Linked DNA regions of Sus scrofa: region 1 is linked to region 2. Evidence: chromatin contacts called from public HiChIP or PLAC-seq data. All regions are on one chromosome and are shown on one strand. The core of a region is the stretch at or near the end of the contact, and the rest is flanking DNA. Distances in the headings are between cores, read along the strand shown. Region 1 has its middle 290 kb from the start of NR3C1. Region 2 overlaps ARHGAP26 (rho GTPase-activating protein 26).

Region 1 (5,132 bases), core at 47-2,546, 650 kb after region 2:
TGACATGAATTATCTCTAATTCTTATAACAAACGGATAAGGTGGGACTATTACTATCTGTACTTGCTAGAGGAGCAATTAGGCTAAGAGATTTTTAACAATTTGTTCAAGGTTGCCCAATAGCAGGTGGTGAAGGATAAGACCAAAATGCAGGTCTTCCTGACGCCCTTCTGGCTCAAAACTCATAACTAACATGGACACTGTTTCTTTTAGTTACTTAGCACTGTCCATTTCATGACTAGATGTTATACTGATGTTGACCTCACTTTTTGGAGAAACAGGAGTGGTGTGGAGTGGGACGGGGGAGGCAGGGAGAGAAGGACGGGGCGGAGGGAGGAATGCCTCACACCCGTTCCACCTTGGCTTGCCTTCCTTATGTATTCATTCCTACTCCACAGCCAGGTGCCGGGCGAGATGCTAGGTCATAGCTGTGAAGATAAGTGCCCCAGGAATCCTGCATCCACTTTTCCCAGCAGACCCCATGTGTGAGACCAGGTGAGAAGACGTGAGAACCACGCTGTAACATCACCTGCAGCTTTCTCTAGATAGGCTGATGTGAGAGAACTCCCTGGCAGCTGAAAACACCTAGGAGAATGTTCACAAGAATATGTAACTGCTTCTCTTAGAGCCAGTTGTGGAGCCCTGATTTGACTTAGGGTATGTAGGAGGCACTCTGCATCCCCCTCGACATGGAGAGGATCGTGTTGCAGCCCTGAGGTTGTGTGTCACCGTAGTGAAGCAGCAGGCACAACACTGCCGTTGGCCAGTAACTGTTTCCAATAACAATCAGGCTGCCTCCATGCAGGGCTCTGAATGCCTGGCAGGACACAGCTAGGGGTCTCCTTGTTTTCTGTGGCCCCAGGCCAGGGCTGGTGGGCCTCTCCTCCCTCCCTTCTAATGAACCTCCAAGCTGCCCTGGGATTAGTCCAGCCTTCTTCCTATCTTCCCTGATAACCAACCACTGTCAGTCATTAAGAATTTCAGGAGAGGGAAAAATGTGGCAACTACAGATCCCCAAATGTGGCATGACTCATGATATCATCTGGTCCCAAAGAGCAATTTTGCTATTATTTCTGCTCAACATCTCTTTCCGTCAAACTAAAATGGCAGATTAAAAAAAAAAAAAAAAGCCCTGAGTAAAGGATGAAAAGTTTCATAATGGGATTTGAAAGCCTGGGCAATCATGTCATTAAAAAAAAAAAAAAAAAGCTGGCTGCGAAACGGCTTGCTCAAATGACACCAGGCACACTGCCTGGTGAACTTCAGATGAATAGGCATTGGAGTCTGTCTGGGCCTGATTTTCAGAGCCTTCTTAAAGACAGGAATCTGAGGCAGGCATGCAAACTACACTAAGACTGAGCCATGCATGGTTAGCTTGAGGGAACTTGGACGGTGGTCTTTATTGGCTTGCCAGAATTTCTGCGTGGAGTCACGCCCACCATTCCTTCTCCCAAAGGGAGAGAAAAACAGACACAACTCTGATCCATGGAATATGGTCAACAGATGTCTGCCTCACACAGCTGAGGGGGGTTGGCTTTCCTGAAATGTAAAGATAGCGCAAGGTGTCTTGGGAAGCATGGAGAAAGGAAGCTCATATCCCCGTGCGCTGCTCCCACGTGAGGACGGGGATGAAAACATCCTTCTGTGCCGTGCACTAGGTGCTCCCTCCAGTTCAAGATCGAGATGCAAGAAGCTGTAACTCAAGAAGCAACATCCACCACGTAGTTCTCAGAGCCGTGGTCACCTTCACCTGGGCTGACCGCGACATCACTGCTATCCTTAACCCTACATTCACACTCTCCCCTGACTCACTTCCTTTGTTTCCTTCACAGACTGTTAGTCTCCTAGCAACTGCTGACATCCTCCTCGCCCTGGGCTTACCTTTTTCCTGAACCGACCCCATGGACCTTCGAGACAGCCAAGGGCATTTGCCTAGCCCTCGAGTCAGCTGAATATACAGATGCCTGTACCTGTGCCAGTGCATCTGTATCATACTTGTGGTCCACCTGCTCTTTGTTTACCAGCTTCCACACACACGTACGTTAACTTTGCCTTCTCACTTGAGAGACATCCGGGCTAGTGTCTTAGGTCACCACCTAGGAGGATTCGAGAACATTACTTACAGTGAATCAGGGCCACCTTTGTGCATGCTGCAGAAACCTGTCTTTTTTTAAAAAAAATGCACCTTGTTTTATGAACACTTAACATGTGAAAATTCAGATCCAGGTATGAGAATCAAATTGACACATAACTTTTTGGGAACTCCGTGGGCTGACGAAAGCAGTGCTTTTCAAGGAGGTAGATACCACTTCCCCAGAAACGTTTTGGAAATTTGTGGGAGGATTTTTGCTAGTCCCAATGATTGAGGTAATGTGGTTGGCATTTAGTCAGTGGGGCCTAGGGAGGCTAGATTAGACAGTCTTATACAACCAAGAATTGTCCTGACAGACATCCTGGAGCCTAAAACCAATTCTTTGAGACATAATCACGAATTGTTTTTATACAGTCTTAATGCAGCCTGAATTTTCTAGGAATGCAACTACTGTAAAAATAAAAGAAGGAGATCGTATTTTGATTTCTTTGGAATGTTACCAAGAGGTTTTCATCACTGGGAAGTTGCGGGGTGTATGCGGCGGGAAAATCACACTGCAGACAGCAATGCACCAAGAAGTTTTTGAGTCACCAGTGAACACAACTCTATCAGGCTGCATTGTGATGGTTGCATTCATGGTCATACATACTCTCAGTATTAGGAATAGCAAAATCCATGGTAATATATTGTATCTCTTAAAAAATATCTTCTACTGTTGTCACGCCTGAGAGTTCTTACTGATGAAATGTTACTTTATGACTTTTACTGTCCTTTTACATTATACATAGGACACTATATTCTTTAAAATTTCATATGCTATAAAATACATGAATATGGATTTTTTTTCTTCTCTTTTTTTGGAAGGTCCCAGGCTAGGGGTCGAATCAGAGCTGCAGATGCAGGCCTACACCACAGCCACAGCAACGCCAGATCTGAGCCATGTCTGCAACCTACACCAACAGCTCACGGTAATGCCAGATCCTTAACCCTCTGAGTGAGGCCAGGGATTGAACCTGCATCCTCATGGTTACTAGTTGGGTTTGTTACGCTGAGTCACATAGCAAACTCCTGAATTCCTATATAGGATGGTCAAGAAGATATATATATTTTTTAATAAATATGAACTGTGCATTTAGTGGAGGCAAGAACCACGGGCATAAAGCCACATCTGTCTGCAATTCAGAACAAAAACATTTTCCATTTGCACAAACAGAAGAGATTTCCTGCCATACTAGATGAGAAGAGTAGAGCAAAGTTTTTCTACATAAGTTATGGGATAGAAAGTCAGCGCTCTATTTAATTGTACTTTAAGTTATTCAGCCACCAAACAATTCCTTTTATGCCTAGTTCATTTCTGTTCCAACATTTGAGACACTTCTTGATTACATCACTTTGCTAGATACCATGGGGATTAATAAATTCAGGGACTTGACCATCTAGAAGGGTAGAGTGCCCTCTCTTGGAAGGCAGTCTGCATTAAGATGGGAGCACTGCACAAATTTGGCATTCATAACCATGATGCATAGGGCATCAAATGATGATTCTTTGAGCTGAAATTCTGTAATGCCCCTGAATCTTTCTCACAATGTCATTGAGGCAGTTAAAATGCATTGCCGGGGTTCTCAAAATGATTTTAGGTGTCAGGTGGCCAATAAGGAGTATGTGTTATGAAAGAGAAGGGGAACAAACTGATTAAGAGGAGTGGGGGGAAGATGGGATTCAGAGTCGGGGAGATCTGGGTCCACACCTTGGTTTTACCATTTACTAGCTTCCAACTCAGACAAACTCCATTTCCCCCTCTGTATAATGGGCATAATACCAACTGCCTCACTGAGCTGATGTGAGGATTACAGGAGACAAAAGGAGAATGCTAGCATACAACAGGGACCAAACAAAACTCACGAATCTCTGTCATTCCATTTTTCCTTGAGAACTCTTCAATGAACCCTAGGACCTAAGTATTGAAAGGGATCTAGTTGGCTAGTCAAATACTCCCTGAGACTATTTATATAAACCTCTTCTGTAGATGGTGAAGAAAAAGCTCCCAAACCCATATTGTTCCCATATGTTCTCCTCTCTAGATCAGCGGTAAGTAATTCTACTTTGATGACCTGAATATCTTAAGTCATAGCAAACTATGAAAATATTTGAAGTTTAATCCACTGAAGATTATAATCAACTCCGCCCCTCCACAACCATCTCCCTCCGCCTGCCCAGCCACATAACTGTGAGTCATAAAAATAGAACGAATGGTCAGCTCAGATGTGATATCTATTTTCATAGATTACTTTCTAAAAATTTTAGTGCTCAGCGTATTAGGGGCCAAATTGCTATACAGAACATCCCTAGATTCTCCATATATTTGAGCTTAAAATAACAAAGAAATAAATTTGTACCTTGCCACAAATACAAGAACCATTTAGGGTAAAATTCTGTTAAGGTTTGCTCAAAGGCCATCCCAAGAGATGGCTATTTGAACAGTTTTGAAAAGAGGCTTTCAGGATTGGAGTCTTGATGGAGGTAGTGGTACCTCCCTCCTGAGAGATATCTTACTTATGGATTACTTCCTCTTACCAAAAGTTGTGACTTTCGGGAGTTCCCGTCATGGCACAGTGGTTAACGAATCCAACTAGGAACCATGAGGTTGCAGGTTCGGTCCCTGCCCTTGCTCAGTGGGTTGACGATCCGGCGTTGCCGTGAGCTGTGGTGAAGGTTGCAGACGCGGCTCAGATCCTGCGTTGCTGTGGCTCTGGCGTAGGCCGGTGGCTACAGCTCCGATTTGACCCCTAGCCTGGGAACCTCCATATGCCGCGGGAGCGGCCCAAAAAATGGCAAAAAGACAAAAAAAAAAAAAAGTCGTGAATTTGGCCCCACAAAAATAAAAATTCGTCCTAATCAACTAGGGTTCGGGGTCTAGCATTCTTCCACAAAATAGTGTGACCCACGCATGTGCGCTCTGTTTCTGATGCCGTTCTACCTACAGCCTATTTTCTCCCTGAAACTAGGCCTTCCTAGTCATCAACAGAAGAGACTCTTCAAAT
Region 2 (5,286 bases), core at 1,741-4,240:
CATAAAGTTCCAGAGGTGATTCTGATGTGCACACATTAAGAACACCTGAAGTAAATAGCAGGAACTAGGTGTGATGGCATTTACATGTGGGGGCCAGAAGTGGCCTTCTATCCTCAGGCACAAGCTAGGAAAGGGGGAAGGAGTGGTTTTCTCCAGTGGACCTGGAGAGTGGTAGGAAAATGCGCCCAAGTAAACAGGTCTTTCTGTTTTCCAGGTCTACAACTCCAACAGAGACAGTCAGAGCGAAGGCAGTAAGTACGCTGTTCAGATTTGTTTCTACAGCTGGGGGCGGGGGCGGGATTGGGGAAGCTGCTGTTCTGGGGAAGGACCACCAGGAGGTGCTATGGGCCTGTTGGGTCAGCCCCCTTCCCCCAGAGCAGCCTGAGCGGCTTCTGCCAGCCTTACCATGTCAGGGACTCCAGGACTTGCCGTGAGCCTGACCGGCAAGGCCGTGATGACATCTTGCACCCCGTAACCCTTCACGCTGTCCAGAGAATGAGGTACATTAGCTCCGTTAATCCTGTGTCGTCTTAAGAATGTCATTCCAGTCACCACTTAAACGTTGCTTAATCCAATAAGAGCCAGGTCCCCAAGAGCCCTGTCCTGCAGGAAGCCAGAATTGGCTTTGCCTCCTGCGCGGTCTTGCTCAGAGGACTGGAGAGGCAAGAACCGTCTGAGTGATGGCTTGGTACCTACTCCTGGGTTCCCGTTGCCTCTTGGAGAGCTAAGAGCAGAGACAGTGCACACTGATGATATTCCTCTCTGACGGGAGTGACCTGGGCAGCCTCTCGAGCAGGCACAGCTCCCCTGCTTCTGGCTCTGAGCGCTCTGGTTAAGCACGACGTCCAAGGGCACCTGCAACCTTGTAACGATGATGGGGTGAACATGAAACTGGGCTGATGGTCTCCTTGGTGAGCAGGAGAAAAAACAAATTCCTGCCTTGTTGCTACCAGCGTAGGAAGGAAATTGTGTCCCTGTGCCTCAGATTTGCTTTGTAAAATCCACTTGGAGAAAAGTCCAAGATAGCCCTACCCTGAATTGCAGCAGTATCCGGAAGCTCAGTGCCGCTCCATGTGGACCAGAGAAAAGGATGAGCTGTTTATGTCGATGCGAAATCCACTTGGAGACAGACATTTCCCTTCTTTCATGCTTTCCAAAATACAGATGTTACAGAATCTTTATGTAAAATGTTAAGTAATTTGGAAAGGTCGTTATTGGTAGGCCAAGAGGCCTTTCGGAGAAGAAAAACATGTTTCTTTGTTGCTTCTGTTTTTCCCGCACGCATTGAACCAGGGAGAATTTTTCAAGTAAATATTCAAGGAAACAAGTCCTTCCTCCCCCGTTCAGATGGGCCTGTTTCGGAAAGCCCATCTGATACGGGGCTAACTTGACCTAAAATAACAATCGCATAAACAATAGTAATAATAATGAAAGGGCAGAGAACTCTGCAGCGCCACCCGCAGTAAGGTGGGAAGAGTGGAAGAACCAAGGCTTGAAATCAGACCAGTTCTGGAGACCCGGGGACCAGTGGGGAAGGGCCTTCTGGATAATAGAAGCAGGATGAGAAAGCTTTTAAACAGTTTGTCAGTCCTTGCCTCACTTCTCTGAGAGTCCCAGGAAAGAGCGCATCAAAGTGGCCTAGCTTCAGCCCACCTGGGGCAAGACAGCACACCTCGACTGAGGGTTTCGAGAGGACTCAGGAGATGGAATTACAGAAGGGACATCACGGGACCCACCAGGACAAGAGAGGACAGAGGCCCACGCCCTGCCCTGCTCTGGGACACATTTCTATAATAAAGGACCTAGGAACTGGGAGGGGCAGGGACACATCGAAGGAGACCCCCTGCCCAGACCTGAAGCTTGCCTGTAACTTTTTTTTTGCCTTTTCTAGGGCCGCTCCCGCGGCATATGGAGGTTCCCAGGCTAGAGGTCTAATAGGAGCTGTAGCTGCCGACCTACACCAGAGCCACAGCAACGCTGATCCGAGCCGCGTCTGCCACCTACACCACAGCTCACGGCAATGCTGGATCCTTAACCCACTGAGCAAGGCCAGGGATCGAACCTGAAACCTCATGGTTCCTAGTCAGATTCGTTAACCACTGTGCCACGACGGGAACTCCTTGCCTGTAACTTTTGACGTTATGAATCTGCTTCTCCCTCCTTGAGATACATACCGGTAGATTTAAAAGATGACCGTGCTTCTGCTGGTGGGCATGCCAGCTGGTTTTACCATATCGTAATATGTATTAAGTATCTGGGGACTATGTATTAAAAGCCTTTCAAAAGTAAATATCCTTTGACCCAGCAGTTTGTCCTGACGGATAGATGGGAATGCAAAGACATTTCTGTAAAGAAGTTCATTGGCGCATCGGTCACGATAGCAAAGAATCGGAGACAGTCTAAATGGTTAATAAGACACTGATGACAAATAGCAGAGAGCACTATGGACCCTCTAAAAAGAACAGGCGAGATCTTGGTATATTTGCCAAAACGGTGCCCTCCGTATATTGTTCCCTTACGTTTTTAAAACTCAGGTGGTGGAACCATGTGTGGATAAAAATAAATGACTTGCCTTGTCTAGAGACATTGAGAGGCACAGTCCTGGAGACGCTTCCTCGTCAAAGTCTTAATCAGCACAGGGGGTAGATTGCTGGGAGACACCGACCTTCACCTTGAAATATTTCTCTATGCTTTGCATTGTCAACAGCGAGTGTATTTTACAATAATAGCTGTTCATGGATAGCGCTTACCGGCTCCTCACTGTGTTTCAGGGTTTTTATGCACATTAGCTCCTCTGATGCTTTTGCACTGCTCTGCGAGGTGCTTTTGACCTACTTTGTAGATTAGGAAATTGAGATTGGTCAATGCAGGAGATGTGATTTAATCTGAGTTCTGCCTGGCTCTAATTTAACTCTGCTGTTAACCACAGGGATATTCTACCTCCCTAGGAAAAGAACAACACAGAAGGTTCCGTTTGTGGAAACAAGGCGCGTGCAGCATGTGGCTCTTGCCATTGTTATTCACAGGGGACAGAGTTGGCTGCCTTGAGTCTCTACTGATTCTTCAGCTGCTCACCTTTTCATATGGGAAGCGGGAGAGGACAGATGGGTTAAACATACCGGTCACTTTTCCAGGAGTAGTTTAGAAAAATTATTTTTCTAGGGTGCTCTTGTTCTAGAAACTGCTCTGTTCACTGATTTCCAAGCTGGCTACACCAGAGAAGTGCTCCGGTTAGGGTTAGGGTTAGGACTTCTTTTGACATCACACGAGCCTTAGCTTCGTTTCCCCTCTGCTGCCAAGCCCGTTCCCTTTCCAATTCCTGCCGAGGTGACGTGAGTTTCACCGCACCCCACGCAGTGGCGCTCCTCCGCCACAGGTGGCGCTGTTGCCCAGGCTCTGGTGGTTTTGCAGCTGTGTATGAGGCAATTGAAACACTTAAAGGTAAGAAGTCTATAGGATATGAATTTAAACGTGGGATGCTGTGCTGTTACCTTTTAAGAGCCAGATTCCAAATGTTGGGCCTTTTCCTTTCTGGAAAATGGTTTGGTGAGAACTCAAATGCCAGCATTTCACCACAGAACCAGCATATTTTGAAGTGACAGGTAGCAGGAGGGAATTCCTTCGGGGACAGTTCTGAATTTGTTGCTTTTATCTTGAAGTTTCTCTCAGGGCATACAGTGCCTGTGGGATGTCAGGCAGGGCCATAATTAATGGCTGGCAGCTGCTGGTGTTTTCCAAATGGCCCAGTTGCCAAGGAGGGGATGACAGCAGATAAATGCATGCACATTTCTTTGCAGAGACTTTTCTCCCCTTTGCTTTCTTCTCTCTTCTCTTTGGATCTCGGGTCCAGAGAGAGAGAATTAGTCTTGCTCCCTGGCTTGTGGCACGGGATCCTCACAGGCTCCTCCTTAAGTCACTCACTCACTTCTCTTTTAGTTCTTTTCCCAACTCCTATTCCTGTCCTCCCGCAGTCCACCGTTCTATTGTGTACTTTTAACGTGTACTCTTGCCAATTCATGTCTTTCATGTACTTGTGGGGTGTTTTGTTGTTGTTGTTGTTGTTTGTTTGTTTGTTTCATTTTGTTCATGGCTGCACCTGCAGCATATGGAAGTTCCTAGGCTAGGGGTCTGAATCGGAGCTGCAGCTTCCAGCCTACACCACAGCCACAGCCACACCGAATCCAAGCCACATCTGCGACCTACCCCACAGCTCACGGCAATGCCAGCTCCTTAACCCACTGAGCAAGGCCAGGGATTGACCCCACATCCTCACAGACATGGATTCTTAACCCGTGATCCACAACAGGAACTCCTACCTGTGTGGGTTTTTGTTTTTGTTTTTGTTTTGTTTTGTTAATTCTTTGATTATCGTTGATTTACATTATTCTGTCCTACCTGGGGTTTTCTGTCGTGTAAATGGTTGTAGTCCTTGTTGTGTTTCCCTGGAGGTTCTCACAGAGGGGGCATGGGCGCAGATGTCGCTGCGGTATTGTCGGGGTTTACCCTGGAGGAGAGTAGTGTCCGCTTCGTTGGAGGGAAGGTGCTCAGGTCGTGACCTAGAGCCGTCTCTCCGGGGCCTCCAGCCCCACGGGAAGAGTTCCCCCTTCCTGCTAACTCTGGCCATTATCCAACTCTCTCTCTTTTTTTTTTTTTGCCAGTCTAGTAGGTAGAAAAGGATAGCTCATCCTTGTCTTGATTTGTAGTTCTCTGATAATCAGTGAGTTTAAATATCTCTTCATAGGCCTGTTTACTGGGTGTCCGCTTCTATTTTCTGCCTCTTTGTGTCCTTTGCCCATTTTGCTATTGCCTGTTACCTCTTCTTCATTGCCGATTTGTAAAGTTCCTTGTGCTCTAGGATTCATTCCTTGTTAGTTGCAGCTATTTTAAATAGATGTTTCCGTGTTGCCATCTGACAATAGTATATGTGACCTCTTCCTCCCTTGATCATAAAGCCTTTTTAATCTTCGAAAACATTTCCCCGCTGGTTTATGATCGTCGAGCTGTGTTTTAAAGAAGGCCTCTTGGTCTGACCCATGGCACAAAGCTCTGCACCCACATTTTCTTTGGTTGGCTTCATGATTTTTGTCTTTCACAGGTAGGTTTCGAATCCATCTGATACCTACCACCATATATGGTGTTTCATGAAGATTCAGCTTTATTTTTATCCACGTGGAAAGCCGGTTTTCCCAATAACATCTTGGAAACGGCCATTTCTCCCCCTCTGTGACCTGTGATAGCGGCTGTAGTGTGTGCTAGGTTTGCATGTGTGAGCTCCGCCCCTGAGTT

What was found. HiChIP or PLAC-seq counts read pairs in DNA pulled down with a chosen protein or histone mark.
Region 1: a contact with region 2 is called in an H3K27ac HiChIP or PLAC-seq map of skeletal muscle. The contact joins two enhancer-like sites. A contact is called at or near these places in 3 of 47 Hi-C or Micro-C datasets (embryonic fibroblasts, heart right ventricle and retroperitoneal adipose tissue) and 2 of 2 datasets of contacts at active chromatin or transcription factors (alveolar macrophages and skeletal muscle).

The regions. Positions count from the first base shown.
Region 1 is chr2:145,214,600-145,219,731 of Sscrofa11.1, forward strand. No RefSeq gene overlaps it. Among named protein-coding and RNA genes, the nearest start is that of NR3C1, 290 kb to the left of the region's middle. Within about 2 kb of position 1,297, at least 11 of the 83 cell types and tissues checked have an H3K27ac peak or open chromatin away from gene starts, as enhancers often do. A contact at or near this core is called in skeletal muscle, where this site is marked.
Region 2 is chr2:144,567,486-144,572,771 of Sscrofa11.1, forward strand. ARHGAP26 (rho GTPase-activating protein 26) reads left to right here. Exons shown (of 23, transcript XM_021085449.1): 12 at 215-251. Among named protein-coding and RNA genes, the nearest start is that of ARHGAP26, 270 kb to the left of the region's middle. Within about 2 kb of position 2,991, at least 14 of the 83 cell types and tissues checked have an H3K27ac peak or open chromatin away from gene starts, as enhancers often do. A contact at or near this core is called in skeletal muscle, where this site is marked.